3 separate regions of the Mus musculus genome follow, and all the other regions are linked to region 3. A link is a contact called in public Hi-C and Micro-C data. All regions are on one chromosome and are shown on one strand. Each heading gives the region's core, a stretch centred on a gene start, on an enhancer-like site or on the middle of the called end of the contact. The rest is flanking DNA. Distances are from core to core; before and after follow the strand shown.

Region 1 (5,084 bases), core at 2,352-4,851, 180 kb after region 3:
AAGTTACAGTGTAACACAGTGGGAAGTGATGATATTCTTCTGTGAGAAGAATCCATGTCCACCAGTTGTCCTTTCTTTCCCTCGAAGAACAGTGTTCCCATTGGAGTGGTGCGAGGGACTAGGTCTAGCCAACTAGCTCTGAGAGATCCAGGCCTAGAAAATGGAGAGGAGGGATGTGAAACGTTCACAAGGTGACTGAGCAGTGGTCCTTAACCTCCCCAGGCTAAAACACTTCAGGATCTGCTCCAACACCCTCAGCACGAATTGGCCTGGCTTTAGATACCAACAACTGTACGGAAAATGGGTAGGAAGCAGAGCTTAGAATTTCCTCCATGTGAATGAAAACGATTTGTGAGGATTAATGACCACTCTTTCAAAGGTGAAAGCCTTAACCTCTGTAGCGCTTTTCATGAACTGGCGAAATCTCCCAACTAATGTCAACTCCACATCTTTCCTTACAGCAGTGGGCTGTGTGAAAACATTCTATACTCGTGTGTGTGTGTGTGTGTGTGTGTGTGTGTGTGTGTGTGTGAGGGGGGGGCAGGGTTCTCTGTGACCACCATGGCCAGCAGAGTAAGGATCTGTGGGAGGCTGGACGCACTACCAGCTGGTGTTGGCTCAAACTCCTGAGCACTTCATTTTAGGTATATTTAAGCACAGCACAGTTTGGTGATTTTTTTTTTTTTTTTTGGTGTGGTGATAACTAACTCAATCCCACATGCACAATAAAACTTAAGACATGACTACATCAAAACTCACTGAAAAGTCCATGTGACATCTCCCATAAAGATGGAGTCTATAGATTGACAGGGTCATGATAAGAGTCTGAGCAGGAACTAGTGTGATCTTGGCCACACAGTAGGGCAAAGGTCACCAGGCTATGAACCACCTTGGTTCCCAGACTTCTGGGTTTCCCAGAACACAGGTTTCCTTTTGAAGAGACAGCCCTGGGTATTTATCACTCCTGGTCCCCTAGTGTTTATCTGTGAGCACTGAGAACCACAGTACCTTCCATGTGTAGTCTCTTCTCTTCAGGACCAACTCAACATCATCAGTACGGTACTTGTCTTCGTCAGGGTTTCTATTCCTGCACAAACATCATGACCAAGAAGCAAGTTGGGGAGGAAAGGGTCTATTCAGCTTACACTTTCCACATTGCTGTTCATCACCAAAGGAAGTCAGGACAGGGCAGGAACTTGGAGGCAGGAGCTGATGCAGAGGTCATGGAGGGGTGCTGCTTACTGGCTTGCTTCCCCTGGCTTGCTCAGCTTGATTTCCTATAGAACCCAGGACTACCAGCCTACGGATGGCACCACCCACAATGGGTCCTCCCACCTTGATCACTTATTGAGAAAATACCTTATAACTGGATCTCATGGAGGCATTTCCTCAAGGGATGCTCCTTTCTCTGTGATAACTCCAGCTTGTATCAAGTTGACACACAAAACCAGCCTGCACAGCACCTTTTTTGTATTATTTAAAGGGAATCCCTTACCATGAGGGAACCTTGTGTTCTGACCAGTAAGGACACAAATGATAATGGAACTGAAGCCATAGGTCCTGAGCATGTATTAGGGGTAGAAGGGCAAAGTTGACTTCTTTCTGGGGCTCTCTAAAATCATCTTATAGTTTCACCATGGGAGGTTACCACAGATTTTCTGCCCCATTGCCAATAAGAAAGCAGAGAAAGTGAGTGATGTTAGAGCTTGTGTTCAAAATAACTATCTGTTGCTATTGGTAACAAAGTCTCGGGGAGCTGGACTGTAGGAATCCATGAGCCTTTTCGACTTTCAGATGGTTGAAGGTTTTTAGAAAGGGGCTTGGCTTTATTTTTAGTTCTTATAGTTCACATATTTCTCAGAAGGTCAGTAGGCCTTGGGAAGGTTTATAGTCTAAATTTAGATTGTCAAAATTATGTTTTAAACAAAATTGTTGGGGAGTTAGCCAAAAATTAAACCTTAAAGACTGAATCGGGAGATAGATAAGTTGCATATCTTGGTGACACAGCCTGGCACCGTGTGCTGCCTTTACCTCCCAGGAGCCGTTGCTCCGACTCCATAGACCTTCCTGGACCCTCTTATGATGTGTGGGCACTTTTCTTTGTCCTCACTCTGTAGCCACCCCCACCCTTTGCACTTGAAGAAACTAAACTAACCCGGTACCTACATTCCAATTTTTTTCACATCTGCAAATAATACCATATTTGACTCAAATCAATCTGAATCAAAAAAAAAATTATCAGCTCATTTCCTTGGGAAGTTCAAAAGTTCAGGCACGAATATTCAACTAGTTTCTGGGGCTGACTTTCTATGTGTCCTATGAGTCAGCTTCTGTGTTGATTCCTTTCTCTGATTCTCTTTCTCTACAGCCCTAAAATAGTGCTACCTGCTCTGGAAACATCTTTCTTGTGATGCAGGAATATTGGTTGTCTTTGAGAACAATGGCTGCTGTCTCCACTTAAACAGCTAGGGGCCTGGAAAGAAAAACCACTTGAAGGCCACAGAAGCCAGTGGCCTTCAGGGTCTTGTCTTGCAAATTTAAAGAATGAAATTCACAGACCACAGAGGGTGAGTTTTAGAAAGAAGTTTATTATGGATTTCTAAGTGGAGAAGGGAAGGAGGGAGAGAAAGAGAGGAAGAGAGGGAGGGAGGGAGGGAGGGAGGGAGGGAGGGAGGGGAGGGAAGATACAGAGATCCTACTGCAGCAGGAGGGGTCAGTCTGGGTGTATTGTAAGGGACTGACTTATGGAAGAGACTGGAATAAAGTTGTAGAGTAGGTGAGCTCACAACTCCAGTCACCGCCCTCTGTCTCCCTCCAATCTCTGGGCAGAGCTGTTCACCTAGGAGATAAGGGGAGGAGGAATAAGGTCTAGAGCTCTCTGGCATGTGTGGCCTCTAGCACGGATGCTCTCAGAACTGTCATTTGGGGTTCCTGTCCTTCCTTGCTGGTTTTTATCTGGGGAATACAGTAAACATTTCTTATTCAGAACTATTAAGAAATGTCCAGATATTCATGGTCATTCAACTGGTATGGATTTCTGCCCTACCCTGTGCCAACAAAATAAGCAGTGACAATTGGTTTAGGCCTTAATCCAGCTCCCACCCTCAGAGCAAGAGCCCCATCTGGACCATAAGGGATAAGATGGAAAAGAAACCGATCCCAAAGGAGAACAGGGGCTCTTGACAAAAGCAGGACTGGGGACCAGGGAGGCAAGCAGCAAATATTCAGCTTTGGCCATTAGTGCTTCCTCTGCCCAGATGACACGCAACGTGGCAATCCCACTGGGCTCGCCACAGCCCACTAACATCTCTGCTTCTCTTTCATCTTTGTGTTGACTGATGCTGACATGTATTCAGTGGGTTCTGATCCTACCCAATGTCGTGAAAGAATATAAACGTTCTCGCTTTAAGACACAGTGTAAGACATACATATTCAGTCACCAGATTCCATTAGACAGAGCATCCTGGCAATACCAGAGACTGACAGAAATAAGTATTACGGTTCCCAAATGTATTGACCATGTAAACTGAAGCACAGATGGTTTTAATAGTCTATCCCGATATAGAAAGAAGGATGATGGGTGGTGGAGACAGGAATACGCCACCCCAAAATAGGCTCCTCGGCATATGGCCTATTCTGTGCTGAAGGCAGTTGAGGAATAGCAGACCCAGGGAAAGCACTGGAAATAGATGTAAGTTTCCCTTTTTAAGGACATCTCCACTTAGAAAAGCAATTCCTACTTGTAAAGGTGGCACACTCTCCTGTACCCAGAGGAAAGGATGAAAGCGGTCACTCACCATGAGAGAAAGCACCATATCTGCAGGCTGCGGCTTACCAGACTGCCCTGCCCACCATCCAGTTCTTAGGTATTTTCTCAGAAGTCCCTTTCCCATCAGGATTAAAATCTCCCTTTCCTGATCAAGCCTAAGATTTCACGTGTAAACGCCTGGTTCTGGCTGCTTCCTGAGCTACGGCTTCCTCTGTGGGTGACGATGTAGATAGATGCACGTGATTCAAACTGATTTCGGTTTTCGGTTGCTCCTCTGCCTTGTACTGGTTTTACTCACGGGCCCCAGCCATTGACCCGAGGAACATAGAAAGCCTCCATCCTGCCATGCTAAAAATCAAATTTGAGGGTGCTATAAGCTCAGTTACTTTTAAAGGATTAAGTTTCTTAGCCACTGAACAATTAATCCCTTTGAAACTCCTTCTTTTCAATCTAGAGAGGCCGCCTTTCAGTGTATGAGTCATGGTGAACTAAACTGTCAAGAGATGGGTTTCTTTTGTGACAGATGTGTGGGACAGATCTAGGCTAGAGCTAAAGGGAAGGGGACCAAACTGAACAGATCCCACGTGTCAGATTTCTATCAAGAGCCAGATCTGGGTAAATAACATTAAAATGACACAAAATGAAGTTATTGTCCTCAAACAGCAGTCTAGAAAGAAAAAAACCCACGAGCAATATACACGGAAACAGACGGGTTAATGAATGTCCCTAAGGTGGTAATGATGACGCTGACTGAGAGCCACTCCAATGCTTCACACTCGTCTCTCAATACCCACTGGAGAACGGGCTCTGCAGTGGCCCTGGTCAGCAGGTCCCTGTTAGCGCCTTCCTGTTGCCACCTCTTCCCCTTTCTGTTTCTCTGCCTGTTAAATCTTGGCTCTTTCCCACTGCTTTCCCTGCTGTTGCAGCCCTGTGAACCGGAAAAAGGTTCACTGAATAATTTAAAGGCAGCAGCATCAGACTTCCAGAAGCAATGCTCTGGTTTTAAGACAACATGGTCACCAGAGCATTTGCGTGCGTGTTCCAGACAGACACACGGCGATGTGTGTTGTTAGGTTGCTAGTTGGCAGGATTAGGATTAGAGACTATTGGTGTTGGACTCCCTCCCCACTACCCTCTAACCAATAACTTGTAAAACTAAGGCTGGAACTACAGTACCAGAACTACCAGCCCAAGGAACAGAGCAAGTCATAGCTGGCCCTGGAAGGAGCTGTGGCATTTTAGACTGCTTGGAGAACAGACACTAGCTGATAACTATCTAAACCTGATTCTATAGAGCCCTTAACCCTTGGGGATT
Region 2 (5,066 bases), core at 1,529-4,028, 160 kb after region 3:
TGAGGGAGATTCCTTCTTGACTTTTAAACACGTCCTCTGCCAAGATCCTCCCCAAGTGAAGGGACCTCTCAGCTGACACAAGTGGGAACTTCCCACGTGGGCCACTCGGAAGCTGAGTCCTTGGCCAAATGTGGGAAGGCTTTAACTTTAGAAGATAGGGAAGTCTGTCTAGGACCTGCAAGGCCCTCACTAATGAGGGTGTGTCGACAGACATCTCTAAACCCAGGTGAGCCAGCAAAGGCTGCTGTGATCCCATATAGATCAGAGACTGAACCAGAAGATGTATACTTGTGTCCTGAGCCAAAGATGATATCAACAGTGGCCAGGTCATAGGCTCCCCGAGGACAATGACCCTACCTTAGTCACTTCTCAAACCCAAGAGGTGGTTGTTAAAACTAAGTTTAAATACTAGGGTATCATAACCCTGGACTTTTAGCAGAACAGTCCCATGTACAAGGCCGTGGTCCCTAGATTCGGGAACTCTACAAACACGGTTGGTGAGAAATGGGAAGCCTGCTCAAGAGGAAGGCTTGGCCTAAAAGCAGAAGCTGTGTGGGACCTGTCGTTCATCAGTATTGCACTCTTGGTGATTCACAATGATAATAAACTCTGTCTAATAACTAAAACCAGGGGCCAGCCAGCCTAGACCAATCAATGAAATCCAAGCTGATAAGAGGCCCTGGGTTTGCTGGTGGTGGTGTTTATTTGTTTTTGTCTTAAAAGGTGGATGGTGGTAGCTGAGAAATGACACCCAAGGTTGTTCTCTAGTCTCTGTGCCTGTGAGTGTACACACATGCACACACACACACACACATACACACACACACACACACACACACACACACACACACACACACAGAGGCATACATATACAATTTTTTAAAAATACCAAAAATAGTATTAATTTTCCCTCGGGGAAATTTGTGCAGTGCTAAACCTAAGGAAGAAAGGTGAGTTAGACATGCTTTCTAGTCCCTTCCCCCAGACGCTTCTCAATTCCTCTTAATTCTGGTACTCATGTATAAAAAGCCAGGCAATAACATCAGCTAAGAACACTAACGTACCGGAAGGGAACATTATAGAAATTTTTAAGTTATAGAATTTCACATTCACCTTGCTTTCTGTAACACTTGCTATGATTTCTCACTGGAGTAGTTTGGTTCATTATCGGCTGAAGGAGTGGAAAGATGGCAAACCCTCAGTCAGCAACATTTGGAGAGCTAAAGTCTCTCCAAAAAAAGCCATCCTCATTATCATTCCTCTGGGGTTTGACTTGACAGAAGCCTTTTATCTGGGGATCTCAAGGCACTAATAACGTGATGCTGGCATATGTATGCACACACACACATGTACACACACAGGCACACACACACACATATGCACACACACATATACACATGCATAGACACACAGGCATGTGCACTCACACATGCACATGCACAGATACACACAGACATTTGTACACATACACACACACACACTATGAATTCAAAGCTTCACAGGCTTTTATTAGTTTCCCCACACACTGGGGATCCCACTTGCCAAATAGCAAACACAAAACTACATAGTTTTCAGTCTGTGACCCTCTACAAACCTGTTCGGCTTTGTTTTGTTTTTTTCTCGAGAGTGGGTCTCACGCAACCCAGGCTTACTACACAGCCAAGGGTGACCTGGGACTTCTAATATTCCTTCTTCCACTTCCCAAGTGCCGGGATTGCAGGCAGACACCACCCTGCCCAGTTTTTAGTCAGTACTGGGGATTGAACCCAGGCTTCATGCATGCTAGGCAAGCACTCTACCAGCTGACTGCATCCCCAACCTGCCCACCAACTTCTTAAAAATATAAACAAAGCCTCAGTCTCAGGTGACCAGACTGCTGTCCTGTGGTAATTCCTAGGACAAAGAAATTCCACTATGACCTGGGAACTTCCTTCTTTTGTCACATTAACTATGGAAGACACTCCTGGTTGCTCTGGTAACTTTGTCTCTATTCTTCCGAAGCAGATGAACCCTAAGGCATCTTTCAACAGTTCACTCAAAGGCAGAAGGGCACCGATGTGCTGGACAGGAGTGTAAAAGGTGAACAATTAGCGCTGGAGACACACATAGTGGTAGAGCTCTTGCCTAGCGTGCAAGACTCTAAGAGAACAGCCTCCTCATTCATGCCCACTGCCACGAGTGGATCTGATCCACCAGCATTTCCCTGCTGCGATAGACTGAAGACCCTTGGAACAGGAGCGAGCGCAAATCTTTTCTCTCTGTGCTGTTTTCATTGGGAATCTTGCCACAGCAACGAGTATCTAATACACTCCCTGTGGGTGCTACAAACCACAGCCACACAGCCAGCCACACTCATTAGCCAAGGTGGTATAGCCATATATATATTCAGCCTGGCTCTTTCTCCCTCTTGTCCCCACAGAAGGGACAAAGTTTTATCTTGTTTCCATGAAGCGATTTCCATGTGTGGGTACTGTTTCTGACTCCTGGGGCACTGTAGTCTGTGTACCATCTCTGCCTACACCACATCGTTCTGGGAAAGTCAGCCACTCTCCATCTTAGGACTTGGAATTGAGGCAAGGCTGAGAGGCAGCGAGAATTAAGGGGGCATGGGAAAGCAAAAACATCCTCACCCCAACGACGTTTCGTTTGTATTTTCGGCTGGCTTAGAGTCAAGAAATTTCAACACAACTGATAAAACCAAGATCGCCTGCAGAGAGAGTGCTCGCTTTTCTACCAGTATCTCCAGCAAGGATGTTAAAAAGCAGAGGGTGCTGACTCAGGGCCAGCATTTCCATGGCCTTGAGTTTAACTTGTTAGTGCTCTAAATCTAAACCACACTTCTCACAAAGCTAGCATCACGGCCTCGCGAGCGAAGGAAAAGCCTCGAAGAAAAATAAGTCAAACAACTGATAGACTTTTTACTCTGTTTATAAACTTTGCTTAAGTTTAAAACTTTGATTAATCTTTAAACCTTGTTGAAAATTATACTCTTTAAACAGTGTAACTTAGAAAAGCACAGACTCTCTCGCACACATGCACACACTCACACTTACACACACACACACACTCACTCACACACATACACACACTCATACACACAACTCATTTTTAAAGACACGGGAGTCTTTAAAGACTAAGCATCCCTCTCCTGTAATGTCCCTGCTTACATTTCCATTAAGCTTATTTCTATTTAAATATTGTGCTAACTAAACAGGACTGGAACAATGGCAAATTAACCAGCATGTTAACATGGAAAGGAAGTTTCTCGGGGCCCCACCCTTAGATCAAGGGCTACAGGTGACTAATGACCTGCTGGGAGAAGGAGAAGATTTCTCCTGGGGGTGAAACCCCTTCTTGATTGTCCAATGCAGAGTGGTCAGCCTTGAAACCATATACACACCACCAACAAAAGTGAACTCAAAAGGTTGTGTGTGTGTGTGTGTGTGTGTGTGCATGTGTGTGTATGTGCATGTGTGTATGTATGTGTGTATATGTTTGTGTGTATATGTGTGTGTCTGCATATGTGTGTGTGTGTGTGTATATATATATATGTGTGTGTGTGTGTCATTTGTGCATATACACACATACATATATACACACACACGCACACACACACACATTATGTATGTAACAAGAATAATCAAAGAAGAAGAAGCTATCAAGTTGAGAGTGGGAGAACATGGGAGGGGTGGGAGGAAGAGTTTCTGGGAGGGGCTGGAGGAGGTAAAGGGAGGGGAAGTGATGTAATTCTATTACAATTAAAAGCATATTAAAAACAAATAAGTAAATAAACTTCATGCTAATAATACAGTCTTACGTCTTTTTGGTTTTGAGCCTAGCCTTTAATGTCTGAGCCATCTCTCCAGTCCTAATTATGTAGTCTCAAACAATTCCAATGATGATGTCACTGTTAATATGGGAATGATGTTTACTGAATTCTTTTTATTTTTTTAATCTTCTTGCATGCATGTCTGTGTGGGACTGCTGGGACATGGCAGGGTACACCTATAAAGACCAGAGACAACTTCCTGTGTCAGCCTTGACTTCCATTTTGTTTGAGTCAGGGTCTCATTGTTGTTTTCTATGCATACACAAAGGCTAGCTGGCTCTTGAACTTCCCCAGTCTTCTCTCCGGTCTATCTCTCATCTCAGTGTGGAATCATTGGGATTACAGGTGCATACAATGTGTGGGCTCTGGGATTTGAACTCATGTCTTTGTGCTTGTGAGGCGAGTGCTTTACCTACTGAGCCATCTCCTTAGGTCCCTTAATGTTTTGAATTCTTAGTGTATACAAGACATAAAGCTAAATGTTTTTCTAAATTCAGAGTTCATTCAGGACTTGGGCTTATTATCTGTTCTTTAGTGGCACCATTGACAAAGGTCTGGCTTTACTTGAGTAGAAGACCCTAGGGGAGACTCCTCAGGCTACTGGTGGCAGTGCCAGTGTGTGCCTCCTCGACACTCTTGGCAGAATGACCAGGAACCTTGAAAATCAAGTGTTCTTTGTTTAATGATTTTCATCCTGGGTCAGGAGAGATGGCTAGAGGTTAAAAACTCATACTGCCTTTGCGGGAGACCCAAGCCAGTTCTCAGCATCCACATGGGGTAGCTCACAACTGCCTGTGACTCTAGCTTGAGGGACATCTGATGCTTCTGGTCTCTACAAGCACCTCCACTCATATGCGTGTGCACACACACACACACACACACACACACAATAAATAAATAAACGCTTAAAATTGTTTTTATCCTAACATTATTAGAATTGAAGATGAGAACAATTTGTGTGTGTGTGTGAGAGAGAGAGAGAGAGAGAGAGAGACAGAAAGAGAGAGAGAGAGAGAGAGAGAGAGAGAGAGAGAACCAGGCATCACTAACTGTAGTTAAGTATGCTCAAAGCTTTTTGGCTTTTTCACAACTGCTGACTATGGCCTTCTGCAGCCTCCTCCAGGGGATGTGATCCCCCTCATCTGCTCTCAGTGAGTGCATGTGATGTGACCTTCGATTGGAAGTGTGCAGACCTCTACAAATAACCTCCACAGAGGGAGTCAGCCAGTGCTGCAGA
Region 3 (4,432 bases), core at 1,763-4,262:
CACACATGACCAAACAACAGTGGTACTTTCTCTAGAGAAATGTTCCCATCCAAGACTGAGGGATGGGTGCCCAGCTCTATGAGATCAACCTGCAGAATTTCAGAAGATGCAAGCATGAGAGCCAAACTGAAGGGATTCCCAGGTCAGGAACTCCTGCTGACAATCACTACACTGGACAGCACCTCAAAAGGAAGGAGCTGACATGTAGAAGCAGACATGTCTTCTTGGCTTGCAAGTAGCTCTCAGCAGCTGCTCACCCTCCTCCTGATAATCTTGCCGTCCTAGATCTCCCTGTTCATGTCCCTTCTCTCCCAGCTTTCTGATTCTGCAGTAAACCAGGAATTCCAACCTTAGTGTCTTGTTTTCTCTGTCCCATTACATCAACTGCTGGGATGATTCTGCTTGGTTTCAGAGCCTGAAGCAGCATGTATGCAGACAAGTTCTGTCTCCAGGTATCTCTCTTGAATTTCAGACGTATGTGCTGTCACCTTGACACGTCCACTTGGATGCTTGCCAACAACTGAACCTCGACACACCCCAACCTCACAATTCCTAACGTGATCTCCGTTCCCAGCCCTCCCACTCCGTCACCTCACATCCAGTCTGTCAGGAACTGTAGTTTTACCTTGTAGACACCTCTAACAGCTCTAGCCTGTGCTGTCTCCACACCGCCCTCCCAGCATACTGATAAGCCTCCAACCCTGCCTCACCACTTCCCTCTCTGGTTACTCTTAACCACCGCAGATAGAGTATTTCTCTTTAAAACACACCCTTAGTATCCAACTGCACTCTGGCTTCAGATCCTCACGCACACAGGCTAGCGCAGTCCCCACACCTCAGTACAGACGCTCGCTGTGCAGTGGGCTGCAGTTAGTGCTGAAACTGACAACTGCTCCAGTGCAGTGTCTGTGGAGAGCTCAGCCCCCACGGGAAGACGTGTCTTCTGGGTGGGACAGGACCCTTGAACTCATGAAATCACAGCTCTGGTTGCCTGGACAAGAGCAAGCTAGTCACTATTCCACATGAGGTGGGGAAGGGGCTCCAGAATCTATTGACATTGAGGGCCGCTGGGGGAGGAGCAGTCACTTTTCTGTAAGGGTGTGGCCTCAGGCAGGTCAACCTACTGCAGTGGAACCCATACTCATAAGCACGTGGTCGGCACAAATGAGACTTTGTGGGTTTAAAAATAAATAAATGTAAACAGCTCTATGAGCTTCATTTAAGAATTTTATGTATAATAAAACTCCCACATGTAGAAATGTGAAGTGACTTATATGTAAGTCAAACTTGTTCGCTTTAACACAATATTTAAAATTACAGACAATGGGGCTGAGGAGATGGCTCAGTGGTTAGAGCCCTGGCTGTTCTTGCAGAGGACCTGAGTTCAATTCCAGCACCCACATGGTGGCTCACAGCCATCTGTAACTACAGTTCTTCTGCTTTCCATGGTCATGTGGCACGCATACATACACACAAGTAAAGCATTTATTTACACACATAAAATAAAATAAATCTTTCTGGGTGGTAGGTTCAAGGCCAGCCTGGTTTACAGAGCATGTCCCAAGACAGCCAGGGCTATACAGGGAAACCCTATTGTAAAACAAACAAACAAACAAACAAACAAAAACACAAAATAAATAAATAAATAAATAACAAATCTTTAAAATAAATAAAATTACTGAAGGTGAGACACAACCTAGAGACCCATCGGGGGAATGTGGTTAAATATCCCCATGAAGTAGAGTGCTAAGGAATTAAAGAATAAGATATTCACATGTGCAGTGATATGGCATAATCCCTCACATATACTCAGAAAAGAAAAATCACACGAAGAATCAAATGCTGCCCTGTGTCTCAGGAAGCTTTACATCTGTTCATACCACCACACTTTGGCTTCTGTGGAGAAAGGGTCCAGGACCACCCCACCCATCATCAAAGGCACAAAAGCCCCAGATTCCCAAGTTCCTTCTAGGTAGAATGGTGTCACGTTTGCACACGACTTACCCCATTCTCTTACATCCCTCAATCACCTGTAGGCAGCTTCCAGTACCTGACAATGTAGATGCTGTGCAAACAGTTCCTACATTACACTGCTTAGGGAACAGTAAGAAGGGAAAGTCTACAGACTCCCAGTACAGATGCCATTACTGCTTTTAAAGATTACTTATTTAGAACATTCTTGGTTTAATCCAAGAATACAGGCCACAGATACAAACGGCCAAGTGTATGTGCACAGAATCCCTCTACTTGGTAACTCTAGGTTGGAAAGAAGAGTTTATTGGGAACCCTTTGGACATTAAAACTTCTCATCTGTTTGAATCTATCACCTGTCATCAAAAATACTTAAACTGTTACAAGTAGTTGGTTCCTATCTCCTAAGCACTGATTTCTTGGTAAATTACCAGATCATGCCTGAACTTCCTCACCAAATGCTTACAGACACTTCGTGTGCTGCCATCTGCCATCTTCAGTTTGTAGCAAACTACAAACCATTCAAATCACACTTATGGGACCTGGCACCTAGCACATCACTTCAAAAAAAAAAAAAAGCCTCTCCAGGCAACGGTTTCTTCACCTGCGTGACCAACAACAGTGGCTTTGAGCACAACTGTCTTCCAGTCTGTAGATGGAGACAATCTGTGGTTGGAGGTACAGTGAAGCAGTATGACTTGGTACCAGCCATTGCTGGACCACGGTGGTTACTTCATCTGGCTGCTTCTCCCCCATGCTGTCTGAACTCCCACAGTGAACACAGTATTCTCACAGCTAGGCATAATCCCTCAGACTAGGAAAGCTGCTGCTAGTCCAAGAGCAATAGCAAGAACAGTCACTTAGGGAAACTGACAGTGTCTGTCTTCTGCGCCAGTGCCTGTGTAAACATAACTTTACTTAAGCCTTGTAAGTCTGAGAGGCCGATAGCGTTACCCATTTCAAATGGAAGACAGCAAAAGCTGAGCAAGGAAAACAGATCACCACTGGCCTTGCAGCCAGCAGGTGGCAGTTTCAGCAGCCAGATTCCCATGAGTCTTCCTTACCACAAAGACCTTCACTAAGCCTGCGCTGCTCCTCGAATCTTGCTCCTGCCTTAACGTTAGCAGGCTCTGCGTACTCAAACTCTGTCTTAGGACTCCTTCAGAGCTGAGCATTTACAGAGCGCCCACCTTATCAGCCCTCACCCATGTGGTAAGCCTCACGGGGCTGGACAGAGGCTTTGCCAATAACCAGAAACAACCCGGTCAGAGGAAGAGACCAAAGACCTGACCAGAGTTCGTGAGGATGTGATAGTCTGGTCTGGCATGTCCTCTAAAGGCAGGGATGCTGAGGAGTCTGTCCCCAGCAGATGGCACCACTGGGAGGAGAGAGGAACATGGAGGCAGAACCTGGCTGTAAGGGGAAGGCCCAGGGGCAAGCCCTTGAAAGAGATACTGAGGACGGGTCCTGCACTCGCCTTTAATCCCTGCACTCAGAAGGCAGAGGCAGGCAAAGCTCTGAGTTAAAGGCCAGAGTGGTCTACAGGGTGAGTTACAGGACAGCCAGGGCTACACAGAGAAACCTTGTCTTGAAAAAACAAAACAACAAAACCAACCTACCAAAACAACAACAACAAAAACCCCAACCCCCCAAAATAAAAAAAAAACCAAAGTGTACTGAGACCCTGGCACCTTCCATGTTCTTTCCTTCCCACCCCTTCTCTCTCCCTCCCTCCCTCCCTCCCTCCCTCCCTCTCCTCCCTCCCTCCCTCCCTCCTTCCCTCCCTCCTCACCCTCTCTGTCCTTCTCTCTCTTTAAATCATTTGTGATAGGTGAGAAACTGCTCCATTGTGTCCTCTCTACTGTGGTGTTCTGCCTCACCAAATGACTACAGAGACTGAAACTGAGCCCAAACCTAGCTTTCTCCTTTCAAGATGCCTTTCTGAGGTATTCTGAGGTATTCAGTTGGTTGTCACACCCAACTGAATGCATGGGACGTGCCATCTCACACTGCCCCAAGGACATGTGTAGTCTCTTCTGGCTGTTGCTACAGCGAGAACACTGGGCTGAGGAGTCCTGGGTCCTCTCTGTTCCGAGTTAACAGCAGTTGTCCTAAGTGTCCCCCTCTAGAATAGATCCAACATCAAAGATGTACCACACCTCAATAGACAGCACCCCAAAACTCAGTGTGACAGGGCCAGTGAGCTGGCTCAGTGGATAAAGGGGCTTACCACCAAGGCTGATGGCCTGAGTTGAAGTCCCAGGAACCACAAGGCAGAAGGAGAAAACTGACTCCTACATGTTGACCTCTGACTCCACACATGTGCACACACACTAAATGTAAGTTTAAATTTTAAGTCATTGGAGTCCGCACACAGCCACATGTAAGCATTTTGTCTGCTCCTTTTAACTTACGAACAAATGGAAGTTGTGAATTGTTCTGCCAAAGAGCTAAGAGAGTT

Evidence for each region. Hi-C and Micro-C count contacts between places; a contact is called where the count stands out from the background.
Region 1: a Hi-C map of cerebral cortex shows a contact between it and region 3, with 2.3 times the contacts expected there. The contact joins two enhancer-like sites. A contact is called at or near these places in 3 of 484 Hi-C or Micro-C datasets (cerebral cortex, forebrain and nephron progenitors) and 3 of 115 datasets of contacts at active chromatin or transcription factors (embryonic stem cells and neural progenitor cells).
Region 2: a contact with region 3 is called in a Micro-C map of granulosa cells, with 2.7 times the contacts expected there. The contact joins two enhancer-like sites. A contact is called at or near these places in 2 of 484 Hi-C or Micro-C datasets (granulosa cells and nephron progenitors) and 3 of 115 datasets of contacts at active chromatin or transcription factors (the NIH/3T3 cell line and embryonic stem cells).

The regions. Positions count from the first base shown.
Region 1 is chr1:185,146,995-185,152,078 of GRCm38.p6, forward strand. No RefSeq gene overlaps it. Among named protein-coding and RNA genes, the nearest start is that of Gm34797, 31 kb to the left of the region's middle. Within about 2 kb of position 3,602, at least 17 of the 459 cell types and tissues checked have an H3K27ac peak or open chromatin away from gene starts, as enhancers often do. A contact at or near this core is called in cerebral cortex and forebrain, where this site is marked.
Region 2 is chr1:185,123,338-185,128,403 of GRCm38.p6, forward strand. No RefSeq gene overlaps it. Among named protein-coding and RNA genes, the nearest start is that of Gm34797, 7.8 kb to the left of the region's middle. Within about 2 kb of position 2,779, at least 4 of the 459 cell types and tissues checked have an H3K27ac peak or open chromatin away from gene starts, as enhancers often do. A contact at or near this core is called in granulosa cells, where this site is marked.
Region 3 is chr1:184,962,814-184,967,245 of GRCm38.p6, forward strand. The region is part of intron 1 of Mark1 (MAP/microtubule affinity regulating kinase 1); the gene reads right to left. Among named protein-coding and RNA genes, the nearest start is that of Mark1, 35 kb to the right of the region's middle. Within about 2 kb of position 3,013, at least 32 of the 459 cell types and tissues checked have an H3K27ac peak or open chromatin away from gene starts, as enhancers often do. A contact at or near this core is called in cerebral cortex, forebrain and granulosa cells, where this site is marked.